2 separate regions of the Danio rerio genome follow, and region 1 is linked to region 2. A link is a contact called in public HiCAR-type data. All regions are on one chromosome and are shown on one strand. Each heading gives the region's core, a stretch centred on a gene start, on an enhancer-like site or on the middle of the called end of the contact. The rest is flanking DNA. Distances are from core to core; before and after follow the strand shown. Region 1 holds the start of gramd2aa (GRAM domain containing 2Aa). Region 2 overlaps trip4 (thyroid hormone receptor interactor 4).

The links. HiCAR-type assays count read pairs that join an accessible place to other places.
Region 1: a HiCAR-type map of caudal fin shows a contact between it and region 2, with 16 times the contacts expected there. The contact joins the promoter of gramd2aa here to the enhancer-like site in region 2. A contact is called at or near these places in 12 of 18 Hi-C or Micro-C datasets (caudal fin, embryo, fibroblasts and 4 more) and 2 of 4 datasets of contacts at active chromatin or transcription factors (caudal fin and gastrula embryo).

Annotation. Positions count from the first base shown.
Region 1 is chr7:68,490,086-68,496,583 of GRCz12tu, reverse strand. gramd2aa (GRAM domain containing 2Aa) reads right to left here and starts at 3,989. Exons shown (of 12, transcript XM_005166601.5): 1 at 3,793-3,989. The coding sequence starts at 3,902.
Region 2 is chr7:68,225,741-68,231,969 of GRCz12tu, reverse strand. The region is part of intron 11 of trip4 (thyroid hormone receptor interactor 4); the gene reads right to left. Among named protein-coding and RNA genes, the nearest start is that of trip4, 21 kb to the right of the region's middle. Within about 2 kb of position 3,664, at least 14 of the 62 cell types and tissues checked have an H3K27ac peak or open chromatin away from gene starts, as enhancers often do. A contact at or near this core is called in caudal fin, gastrula embryo and skeletal muscle, where this site is marked.

The sequences.
Region 1 (6,498 bases), core at 2,740-5,239, 260 kb before region 2:
TGTCAATTGTTTTGTATTAGTTGTAAAATGATTGTACATTTTTGTAAAGGTTCTTGTTGTGTTGAAATCATTATAATGTCATTTTTTTGAATTTTGATTTAGCTTATGCAATGGTGGAGAATTTAATGCAATATAGCCTACAATTGTGAAATTAAGTATTATTACATTATTATTGTCTATAATAATACCCATCTAAACACACAAAGTAAATTGCGAGTGAGATGTTTATGTAACTCTGCATATACAATTAACATTTATTGTACAATGTCCTTTATTTTACAACAGTTTTAGACTTGGGAAATACAATGTAAATTTAGGCTATTTGTGTAATATAATATGTCAATGCACTGGAAATGTATCATCATGCAATTAAAAAACCAATGAAATGCCATATCAAACTAATTCCAATCTATATTTTCCAACTGAACAACAATTTTATTATATTTGTTTATAGTTGCTATGGCAACACAACTATAATAATATGAACAAATTATCCAATATTCTACAAGTATAGGTTATTTTATACTACAATAGACAGTTTGCTGAAGCAAATACTGAAATATACTACAGTATAAACTGCAGCTAATACTAGTATTCTCTGTAGCTTTCATAAGGAGAGAGTTGCAAATACTAATAATATATACAGTACAATGCACTTTACTATAGTATTGATAAAAAAAACATACAGTATTTATCATAAAGTACTAGTGCTTTTGCTAAAATATATATGGGTTGTTTTATATTAGTTGTAAAATTATGGTTAATAAAAAAAATTAAAGTTTCATATTGTGGTAAACTTACCAAAATGTAATTTTTCTAGTGATTTGGTTTATGCAATGTTGGAGGATATAATACAATTCTGAAATAAATCATCTTTAATATTAATTACTGACAATAATATCAATCTAAACGGTTTCTGCCAAGTAATCATTTACTTGCTGTATATAAAAAAAAAACATATCTATTTTACAATGGCTTTAGACGTGTGAAAAAAAATGTAAGCATTATGCTATTTATCTGTACTGTAATAAGTCAATGCACTGCAAATTTATCATTAACCAAATAAATAACCAATCAAACTCCATCACAGTATATCACACTTACTAAAAAATAATCTATATTATCCGACTAAACAACAATTTAATCCTTTCAAAGCACCAAAATAACCTTGCATTCATTAATTTGAACTCTAAATGGTTAGACGTCAACACGTCGCCATTACAGTGAGTTGAGACATACCTGGCTGACAGGAAATATCCAAAGCCTCGCTCAACGTGTCCCATAGAGGTGAGTCAGTGTAAAAACAGCGGCATTATTACCGGCGTTATTACAGTCCTTGGGCATAGAGTACTTGTTTATGAATGTAAAGGGTCATCAGTGTGACAGTGAGCGTTATGGTGTCATGTCTTATGAGGGTTGAAGCGTCAGCAGCATTAGCGACTCGTGTTATTAAGAAGCTCCGGCAACTCTCGCTGGATTTACTCCTCAGTATCAACGCACACACATTACACAGACTGAAAGACACTGTGGAGAAACCTAATAAACATTCGTTTGGCTCCTTATAGTTCGTTTTATAAGTTCAATCACTTTTAAGCTACACATAGGCTATTTGTTACAGGGTTATGTAGCAGTGTATGAAAAATAATATCTTGCTTAAAAATTAAGGGGCAGTTTTAAAGTGTACTGCAATGAGGAAAATATCAGTATTTTAAGAGCAACATTTTTAAATTTCAATTGTGCATTCATTTAGTTATTCATAATCACAATGGTTGCTGAAAATACATTTCCAGCTTGATTTTAATTTGATATTGGTATGTTGAAACTAATTAAACAGCAAAATGTAAATACATTTTACAAAAATGAAAAATACTAGATAGATAGATAGATAGATAGATAGATAGATAGATAGATAGATAGATAGATAGATAGATAGATAGATAGATAGATAGATAGATAGATAGATAGATAGATAGATAGATAGATAGATAGATAGATAGATAGATAGATAGATAGATAGATAGATAGATAAAATAATATAGTGTGGCCTGAAATCAATGTTTATCATAATTTAAAAAGAAAGTGAAAAACAACAGTACATCTTTGAATTAGAAACTTTTGTAACATTAAATGACTTTAAATGAATTATTTTAAAGTGCATCCAGTCTGAATAAAACTATATATTTGGAGTTTGGTGATTAACAGAAATAAAATTTAAAAAGCATGTTTTTAATAGCTTAAACTAATTCTAGATCACCCAAGAATGAAAGACTGTCATAATTCACTCACCTGCACATTACAAACCTCTGAAGGATTGCTGAACACAAAACATACAGTTGAAGTCTGAATTATTAGACCCCTTGTTTATTTTAGTACCCTATTTCTGTTCAACAAAGAGAAGATTTTTTCAACACATTTCTAAACATAATAGTTTTAATAACTCCTTTCTAATAACTGATTTATTTTATCTTTGCCATGATGACAATTAATAACATTTGACTAGATATTTTTCAAGACACTTCTATACAGCTTAAAGTGACATTTAAAGGCTTAACTAGTTTAATTAAGTTAACTAGGCAGGTTAGGGTAATTAGGAAAGTTATTGTATAACGATGATTTGTTCAGTAGGCTATCGAGAAAATAAATAGCTTAAAGGGGCTAATAATTGTATCCTTAAAATAGTGTCTAAAAAATTTAAAACTGTTTTTTATTCTAGCTGAAATAAAACAAATAAGACTTTCTCCAGAAAAAAAAATATAATCAGAAATATTGTGAAAATTTCCTTGCTCAGTTAAATATCATTTTGGAAACATTTAAAAGAGAAAAGAAAAAGAAAAAAAAACAAAGGGCGGCTAATAATTCTGACTTCAACTGTATGTTTTGTGTTCAGCAATCCTTCAGAGGTTTGTAATGTGCAATTGTATGTTGGGTATACTATTATACTACAACACACCTTTTACTGAAGCAAATACTAAACTATACTACAATATTTTTTAATTAACTGAAATTAATACTAACATTCTCTGTAGCATTTATTAACAGTTGCAAATGCCATAATATCTAGAGTATAATTCACATTACTATAGTAATAGTTCAGAATGTGAAAAATGCTAAGCTGATAGTAACCATTGACTTCCATTGCATTTCCCAACCATTAGTCAGTGTTTACTACCACAATACACTACAGTTTACTGAAGCAAAAAGTAAATTACACTACAGAATTTAAGTTAACTGCAGTTAATACAAGTATTATATGTAGCATTCATTAACAGAGTTGCAAATACCATTTTATATATATATATATATATATATATATATATATATATATATATATATATATATATATATATATATATATATATATATATATAAATTAATACGTACGCTCGCACACACAAACAGTATAATACTTTACTATAGAAATGGTTCAAAATCACTATAGTATTTACAATAAAGTACTGCAGTTTGTGTTAAAACAAAGCATTGTGAAAAATGCTAAGCTTATGGAAACCATTGACTTCCATTGCATTTTTCCAACTATTAGAGTCAGTATTTACTATCAACACCTTGGTTAATTGCCTTCAAAATGTAATTTTTTTGTGTGTGTGTCCCTTTACAATTGCACATTAAAAACACATCTGTAAGTGCCCAGCAAACACGCAAACACACACACACACACACACACACACACACACACACACACACACACACACTATATCACATTTGAGTTGTTAACTGATGAAAAAAACCCAACCACTCTCGACTTAGCATGTGATCAACGCATTGTAGCCTCACCGGACACGGGTGCGACAGGTCCTGCTGCTGTAACCATGGGGGCGTCTCTGTAGCTCGGGCCCCTCCGCTGAAGGAGCCTCAGAACTGGCAGCGTATATAGTGCATCCCATTAAATCCCAGATGTCCGATGCAGACTTGCTAAGCAGCGAGAGGAAAAGTGTACTTCCATGCCCTTGCAGGATATCAGAGGAAAAGTCATTGCCTCAGCATCTCCCTGCCTCCATCGCAACCCTCCCCCTTCTCAGAGCAGCGATAATCAGATTTTACATTTACACTCCACAAAAACATCCCCGCATAATCTCCGCCGCTCCATCACTATGCACATAAAAAGACCCTTTTGTTGCACACAAAGACCTTCACATTAGCTCTTACTGTGCGAATACTCTAGTGATTGAGAACAATTACCCTTCCAGGCATTCATATGACTGCCTAACAGAATTAGAGCAATAAGGGAAGTGAATTAAAATGCTAGGAATCTGGAATTTTCATGCATCCAACATATTTCACCGTACGGCATCTGGCATATTTAGAGCAATTCTTTGAGGCCATATTATTGATTTCTAATGCCACCATTAGGGAAATCTTTGAAATAGCAGAACATTGTTTGGATATACCATGGAAATTAATTTGATAAATAGGAATCCTTATATGAATTTGATAAATATGAAAGTGCTTGTACAATCTGTGTTGAATTGGCTGTAAATTGGGTTAATTCATAAATGGGTTTTTAATAAAATCATTTTTAGAAATCATAAAATGGTGTAGAAAGGGAATAAAGTAAACAAATGTGGTAAGAAATCGGTGGCACAGTGGGTGTGAGTGTCCTCTAGTGGTGTAAATTGATCTTACAGTGTTTTTTATTAAAGGGATAGTTCACTCAAAGTTGAAAATTCTACCAAAAGGTTTCAGAACTTTGAGTTTTTTGAACACAAAAGAAGATATTATGAAGAATGATGTAAACATGTAACCATTGACTTCCATAGTTTGAAACATAAATACTATAGAAGTCAATAGTTACAGGTTTTCAACACTCTTCAAAAGTTTCCATTGTGTTTAACAAAAGAGAGAAACTCTGTATCACTTTATTTTGATTAGAGCTGCTCGATTTTGAGAAAAATCATAATCACGATTATTTTGGTCATAATTGTAATCACGATTTTTCAAAACACTTATCAATTGAAGTCAAAATTATTAGCGCCCCTGAGAACTTTTTTTTCAAATAAATATTTCCCAAATGATGTTTAACAGAGCAAGGAATTTTTGCAGCATTTCCTCTAATATTTTTTCTTCTGGTGAACGGCTTATTTATTTATTTATTTTTGGCTAGAATAAAAGCAGGTTTAAATATTTTGAATCCTATTTTAAGGTCAATATTATTAGCCCACTTAAGCAATATATTTTGATTATCTGCAGAAGAAACTGTTATACAATGACTTGCCTAATTACCCTAATTAAGCCTTTGAATCGCACTTTGAATCTGAATGCTTGTAGTTTGAAAAATATCTAGTAAAATATTATGTACTGTCATCATAGCAAGGACAAAAGAAATGATTTATTAGAAATGAGTGATTAAAACTATTATGTTCAGAAATAAGTTGAAAAAAACTTTCCATTAAACAGAAATTGGGGGAAAAGGGCTGCTAATATTCAGGAGGGCTAATAATTCTGACTTTAACTGCATACAGTTATTTTTCACTCTGCAAAGGAAAGAGAAATAAATACAATAGAATAAAAATATGAAACAAACTGTGCTTTAAGCATCTTCACTGTAGTAAAAACACTTTAGCTACAAAATTCTTCAGTCAAGAGCAGTGAGGGATTTTCTCCTTTTGTTTTTTGATTAATAATGATGGAAACAGGCGGCAGGAGGAACATTGTGCGCTGTCACTTAAATGGTTTCTCTTTCGCATGTCTTTTGATTCACAACTCATTTGTTTATTACACAAATGAGTGTTAATATGAATAATCACCAAACACCGTGTTTTGACTTCTATTTGACCATTAAAATGCTCACATTAAGATGACTTTAGATGTGTGCACTCTGCTCATCTCAGTGTGCGAATGAAAACGAATGCTGACCGCATGCTTCTGACTGTGCGTGCACCCAACACACAGAAGCATGCGGTCTTTCGTGCTTTTAAGAGCAACAAATGTGTACAACTGGAAAAGCGGCGGTATATGATGCAATAATCGTTTATCTTGATTAATGCATTTTCATAATCGTTAGAAGCCAAAATCCAAATCAGATTTTCGATTTATTGCACAGCCCTAATTTTGATGGTCCCTTTAATGCATTTTGTTAAATTTCAGTTACATTGCATCTACATGCCAACTTATTCTCAATAGATTATAGGTGGACTGTTAGGTTGGGGTTAGGGTAAAGTCTGGTTTTTACTTCTGCATCGAATGATTGGAGTGACCCACGGCACCAGCCTGGCACATAACCGTGCATTTATACTTCAGCGTGCTGTTTGTGTTGCTCTGCACTTCTGAAACATTAGCTGGCAGTAGGTTGTGTTATGCTCCTTTGTAACAAGTTTCTTCGTGAGTCGTTTGTTTTTATTCTTATATTTTAGTGAAACAGTTTCAAAACTTGAAGTTTAACTCTGAGTTTATTATGTCTGAGAGATTACTGCAAATCCACTACACATCTATACGGATTTACTGTATTCAAAAAGCAATAAATGTAGTTAAACTGACATGCAG
Region 2 (6,229 bases), core at 2,415-4,914:
AAATCAGATGCGTGTGTTTTTACGCAAAAAAATGCTGGATTCCACACAAATTCTTGAAATTGTCCCAACACAAATCAACTACGCTAATTTTAAAGTTAACAAATTTTCCCTTAACAAATTTAAGTAGATTGAACATAAAACAATTAATTAAAAAAACTTAACCAAAAGCTAAGTTGTGTTGTTTCAACTCATTTTAAATAAGAGGTTTCAACAAGCAGCAAAATTATTTTTTGAGTGCAACTTTGTTAGCAAACACTTAAAACGTACTCTAAAAAATACCTGGCCACACTTTATTTTAAGGTACAATTCTCACTATTAATAAACCACTAATTATGACTTTTGTATCAATACACCTAATTTGCTGCTGCTTAGTTATTGAGGAAGTTGTTAGTTCAGGTTTTCAGAATGCAGAATATGATGATGCAGAATATGTTCTTTATAAGTTCTAACAAACAATCATTATCTTAATAATACACTCTCGGAAATAAAGGTACAAGAGCTGTCACTGGGGTGGTACGTTTTTAAAAGATACACATTTGTACTTAAAGGGTCCATATTGGTTCCTCTAAAGCATATATTTGTACCTACAAATTTACACTTTTGTATTTTTTAGGTACTAATATGTACCCTTGAGGTGTCTTTCCTGACCCATTAGGTACAAATGTGTACCTTTTGAAATATTTAGATAAAACATCTATTCACAAATAATTTAGACACTTAAAAACATTAATCCATATGAATAAAGCAGTTTAAATCTATGTCCTGAAAAGAAATGATTGCTGTATGTGATTGCTTAGTGAAAATAAACAGAAGTTAACCACACCTTCTTTTAAATTTTGGTGTACACCAATTCCTTAAAATCAAAACTGCAGTTGTGTGTGGCTTTTAGTCCATGTTTGCCACCTCAAAAATATACAAATCAGACTTTATTTTTAAATTTAGTCTTAATTTTAATGGCATAGTTCACCCAAAATTGAAAATTGACAACATTTACTAACCCTTTACTTGTTCCAAACTTCTTTGACTTTCTTTCTTGTGTTGAACAAAAAAAAAATATTTTTTTTAAAAAGCTGGATGCCAGAAACCATTAACATCCTTAAGAAAATTAAATAGTTTGTCAATGTTTTCTGGTTTACATCTTTCTTCAAAATATCTTATTTTGTGTTCAACAGAAGAAAGAAAGTCAAGGAGGTTTGGAACACTTTTTTTTTCTTCGTTTTTGGGTGAACTATACCTTTAAGTGGAAAAATAGATGAATAATTAAATACACTAAAACACTGAAATTACCATTTGGATGTGCCAAATCTTACTTCAGTTAAACAAAGAGAAAACTGAAGTCATTGCATTTGGGAACAGTAATGAGGTTCTCAAGGTGAATGCGTACCTTGGCTCTAAGGATCAAACAATAAAAAAATAAGGTCAAGAATCTTGGTGTGATTCTGGAGTCAGATCTGAATTTTAATAGTCATGTCAAAGCAGTTAGTAAATCAGCATACTATCATCTCAAAAACATTGCAAGAATTAGATGCTTTGTTTCCAGTGGGGACTTAGCAACTTGTTCATGCTTTTATCAGCAGCAGGTTGGATTGCTGTATTGACTTCCTCATGGGCCTACCCAAAAAAATAGTGAGACAGTTGCAGCTCATCCAGAGCACTGCTGCCAGGATTCTGACCAGAACCAGAAAATCTGAGCACATCAAATGTTTCCTCAGGTCTTTACACTGGCTCACAGTTACATTCAGAATAGATTTTAAAGTAATATTACTTGTCTATAAATCACTAAATGGCATAGGACCTTAATACAATACAGATATGCTCACTGAATACAACCCTAATAGATCCCTCAGACCTTTAGGATCATATAAACAAAAAGCAGGGAGAATTAGCCTTGCATTCCTGTTCCAGAAATGATCATATGTGCTCCAATATTAGGTACATTCAAATTAAGGCTTAGGGAGTGCTCACACCATGCTATTCGAACCATGCCCAAGCCCGTTTCCCAGATTGTTTGAGAAGTGTAAGTGCTCTAAATCGGGCTCAGGCACGGTTCACTTGGCCGGCCCTGGCCCGGTTGGAAGAGGTGTGCCAGATCGCTGTTCACTTGGGCTTTGGCGCGGTATGCTTGTAGTTTGAGTGCAAAGTGTGCCTGAGCCCGAAACTGAAGACGAGACGTGACTTTTCATTAATCATTCTTACCGTTTAATAAAAGGAAACCGTGGTAGATTATTAAAGAAGCAAACCCCACACTGCACCACAGCTGCACCTTTAGCAAACCTCCTCATTACTGCAGCACAAGGACTTTATGATTGTTTTTAAGAGTCAAAAGTGGCTGATCTGTTCGGCAAAATATTTGACTGCATGATACTGCATCCCAAATGACTAAAACAATATAACTAGAGAAATCTCCACTGTGCTGAGTGAAATCGCTTACTGAACAGCGCATCATCGATGGCGCAAGCCTGCCCAGGCCCAAATGTAATGTGAGTGCAGGCCGTCGGGGGAGATGGGAGAGAGGACAAGTGTGCTTCGGCCCAATTCAAGGCACCTGTATATAGTGTGAGTACACCCTCAAACACATCTGTTTAGCTGTGCTTATAGTGAATGAGCACTGCGCCAAGTCTGACAGATCACACTATCATGTCCTTTTTTATTATTATGTACCTGTTTTAACACGTTTAATCAGTTTTTAATCACTGTTATTATTTGTTTTTATTTTCTTACACTTGTCTTTTTTATTATTGTTTATGTAAAGCACTTTGAATTGCCACTGTGTATGAAATGTGCTAAATAAATAAACTTGCCTTGCCTTAAAACAGAACATTTTTTATCTGATAACATCCGACAGGCAATTACAAACAGCAAAAAAGAAAAAAATATGGCAAATGATCATAAATCCAATGCTGCAAATTTGATTTAATAATAAAACAAAAACTTTATGTAAATAAATCAAAATGAAAATATAGTAATAATAACCCATTCACTTAGTCTACCTCTTGTAAATTAAAAGTACTTTAAATTGATTTCATATAACATAGAAACATATTGATTACTGCACAAACATCTGCTATAATATAATTAAACATGTATCATTTAGTCAGAGCTCGGCAGGGGCTCAATGGACCATATGCCAACCAGCCGAACTTTGACCCCTCCATTTTTTTCTAGCTGTGAAGTGCACCAAATAGCACTCCCGCGGTACAAGCAAGTCATTCAATATGTCCTGACCCAACTTCCTGTTACAAAGGGGAATTTTCCAAAACCAGATTGTAAACAACACTCAAACCAACTACATATAAGCCAAGTTTTCTACAAAAACAGAAAAGCATCCAAAAAGAGTTCAAACAGACTGAGCATCCTATTTAGGGGAGGATAATAGTCATTAAAGTTGTCTGAATGCAAAACACTCCATGGCCTTATTAGGTTTCATTTTCTCAGTGTACAGAAAAAATATCCTCGCTTTATCTTTCGGTTTGATAGTGAAATATGACACAGACAAGGTCTTTGTGTAGTGATCTGTGAACCACAGCAGAGGAGAGCTCATCTCAATGGCAGACGCTACTGCAGCAGCACCAATTACACCTCTATTACAGGGAGTCTGCCATGCAGGGAGAGCAGGAAATGAGGCAGGAAGTGTGCTGTAGGCTACAGAAGAAGACAGCAGGGGAAGCGGACACAGACAGACAGAGGAATGTGCCTGTATGCCAGAATACTGCTGTGTGCTGCTCAGTTCAAGTGCACAGTGAGCACTGATTTTTACATTTGAGGGAGAGTGTTATTCAACAGAGATACATTCATGTGGAGTAATACAGCAAAGATCAATATATACTGTAAATACTTCCCAGAATTTCACGTTACAGTAATTTTTCAGAGAAAATTACATTAGTACCACTTTACAGGACTTAACAGTGAAATATGTTGTATTCAGAATTTTATTGTGGCATTAAGGCATGCAGTATGATTACAGCAAATTACTGTAAAAATCTTTTTTTTGTATACCTTTTGCACATTAGTTAATTTAAAACAGAAATGAATTCAAGGCTCATTAATGTTATAATTTAATTTGAGTTTTCAGCTTTAGCAAGTTTAGTTAAAGCTATATGATTTTGGAACAATCTGATCTTGCAATATTTTGTTTTTCTGCGATATTTATTTCAATATGAGTGTAATCATTTAACCAGGTGACTTAAATAGCTCAATTTGGAAAGAACTCATAACTGTATATTGAATGGGATGACTTCATAGGCCAGATAATCTTTTTTGTGAGTCTAACTGTATATTAGAGTCCAAGTTGAATTATCAAATGCAAGCGAATAAAATGTCATAGTCTTCATTGTACAAAAGTTAAATGCAATATATTTTTATTGTTAGAAATTCTAGAAAACACACTATTAAGATTAAGCTTTACATTCACTCAACAATATAGTTCTTGGTCAGCTATGATTCCACTCAAATTACCAGAGTAATGAATAAACTGAAGCTGAACTTGACATTGCAGATCCTGCGATGTGACTATTGCGAATGATCACATTGCAATATTGATGCTGAAATGATACTGTATATTGTGTGGCCCTAGCTTTTCATATCATTTGAAGTGATATTGTATATTCATTTTTTTTTCTTTATTGATATTATAAAGATTAATAAACATCTCATGATGTAATAATTATTTTTATTTTTACTTTAACTTCTACATTTTATTCGTTCTTATATTAATTTGTTTTCATTTCGGCAATTATAAAAAAAGTCTCACTGTATGGGGATTTGGGATTGTTTACAATATAATCATATGTTGCATTCTCTGTGTTGAACAAAAATTGCAATAATAAAAACAGTTGTTCACAAAAAAAAAAAACATTACAATGGTTTAGTTATTATAGTTAGAGGAGTTGAACATTGAGATATGAGAAACAACTGTACTTAATAGATCAAAAGTTCAGTGAACGAAAAATTGTGTTGTATTAAGCTAAACTCAAACTTGTGGCAGATGTGGCAAATTTTTAGTTCACAGAACATATGGCTTCAGACTGAACCAAAACAAAAATGCTTAAATGACCATTATTCTGTGCATTTTTGTAATGCAATTAAGGGTGTAATGGTACATTCTTCCTGAACCGTCATGGCACGATGCTAACGGTCCAGTTTACGCACTCTCAGGACAAGTACTGCACAGTCAGTGTGCTGTCACTGGAGTTGAGTATATCAGTGCCTCAAATCAAAAGCCATTAACAAAGAACCTGATTTGCGTCTGAAAACGAAACAAATTTTTGAATCGTGTTTTAAATCGATGAATTGAATTTGTGTGCTTTTGAATCAAGCTTTAAATTAACGAATTGGGTTTTGTGTACTTTTAATTTGTGTTTTGACTTGGCGAATTATGTGCATTCACGACTTATAAATTAGATTTTGTAAATGTGAATTGTGTTGCGGAGGTATGAGTTATATTTTGTAAAGGCATTATTTTTTTAGGCAGATCTGGCTCCCTACTCGCATGTTATAACACCTTCACTAATAATTAAATAATTGAGAATTATCCAAAAGATAGCGTTAGATGTAAGAACTGGAGCTCTGACAGGGACTTGACAGTATTAAATGGCTGAAAATGGTTGCGAGTGCAATATATAAATCGCAGGTGCCCACAATTTAGTTTGTGATCATATCTCGGTTCTGTTGATATGAAATCCAAAAAAAGCTTGAAACAGATGGAAATATAACCGGTTTGTGCTGCGTTTCTGTGGATATGCCAGTATAGGTGCCATTACTGCCCATTTTTTATTTGCCTGCCAGGTCTCTCCACAGGACCCGTTTTTGAAAACTATCAGTAGTATTAGATATTCCTACTACTGACGTAAATGGTTATAGGTTTCTTCAATAAATCTTCAATCCAACCCAACTCAAATTTGGAACAAGTAAAGGATGAGTTTATAATGACAGATTTTTCCATTTGTGGGTGAACTATATCTATTTTGGCTTCAGAATCCAGACCTTGCAACAAATATCTAGTGGATATCATTTTTCAGAATAGAACTGAAGTGAAGTGTGGTCACAGGTGTGGGTATAACAGCATTGAGTGTGACTCATTCAATCTGATCTCTTTTTTTAATGGTTTTTAAATCATGTTGCTTCATGTAAGGCCTAAGGGGGTGTACGCACAGGAGATGTTATTAAATTCAAATACAGCTAGACAGAGTGTGGTGAAATGGAACAGAAAGCAGGGGTCCTGAGACGCGTA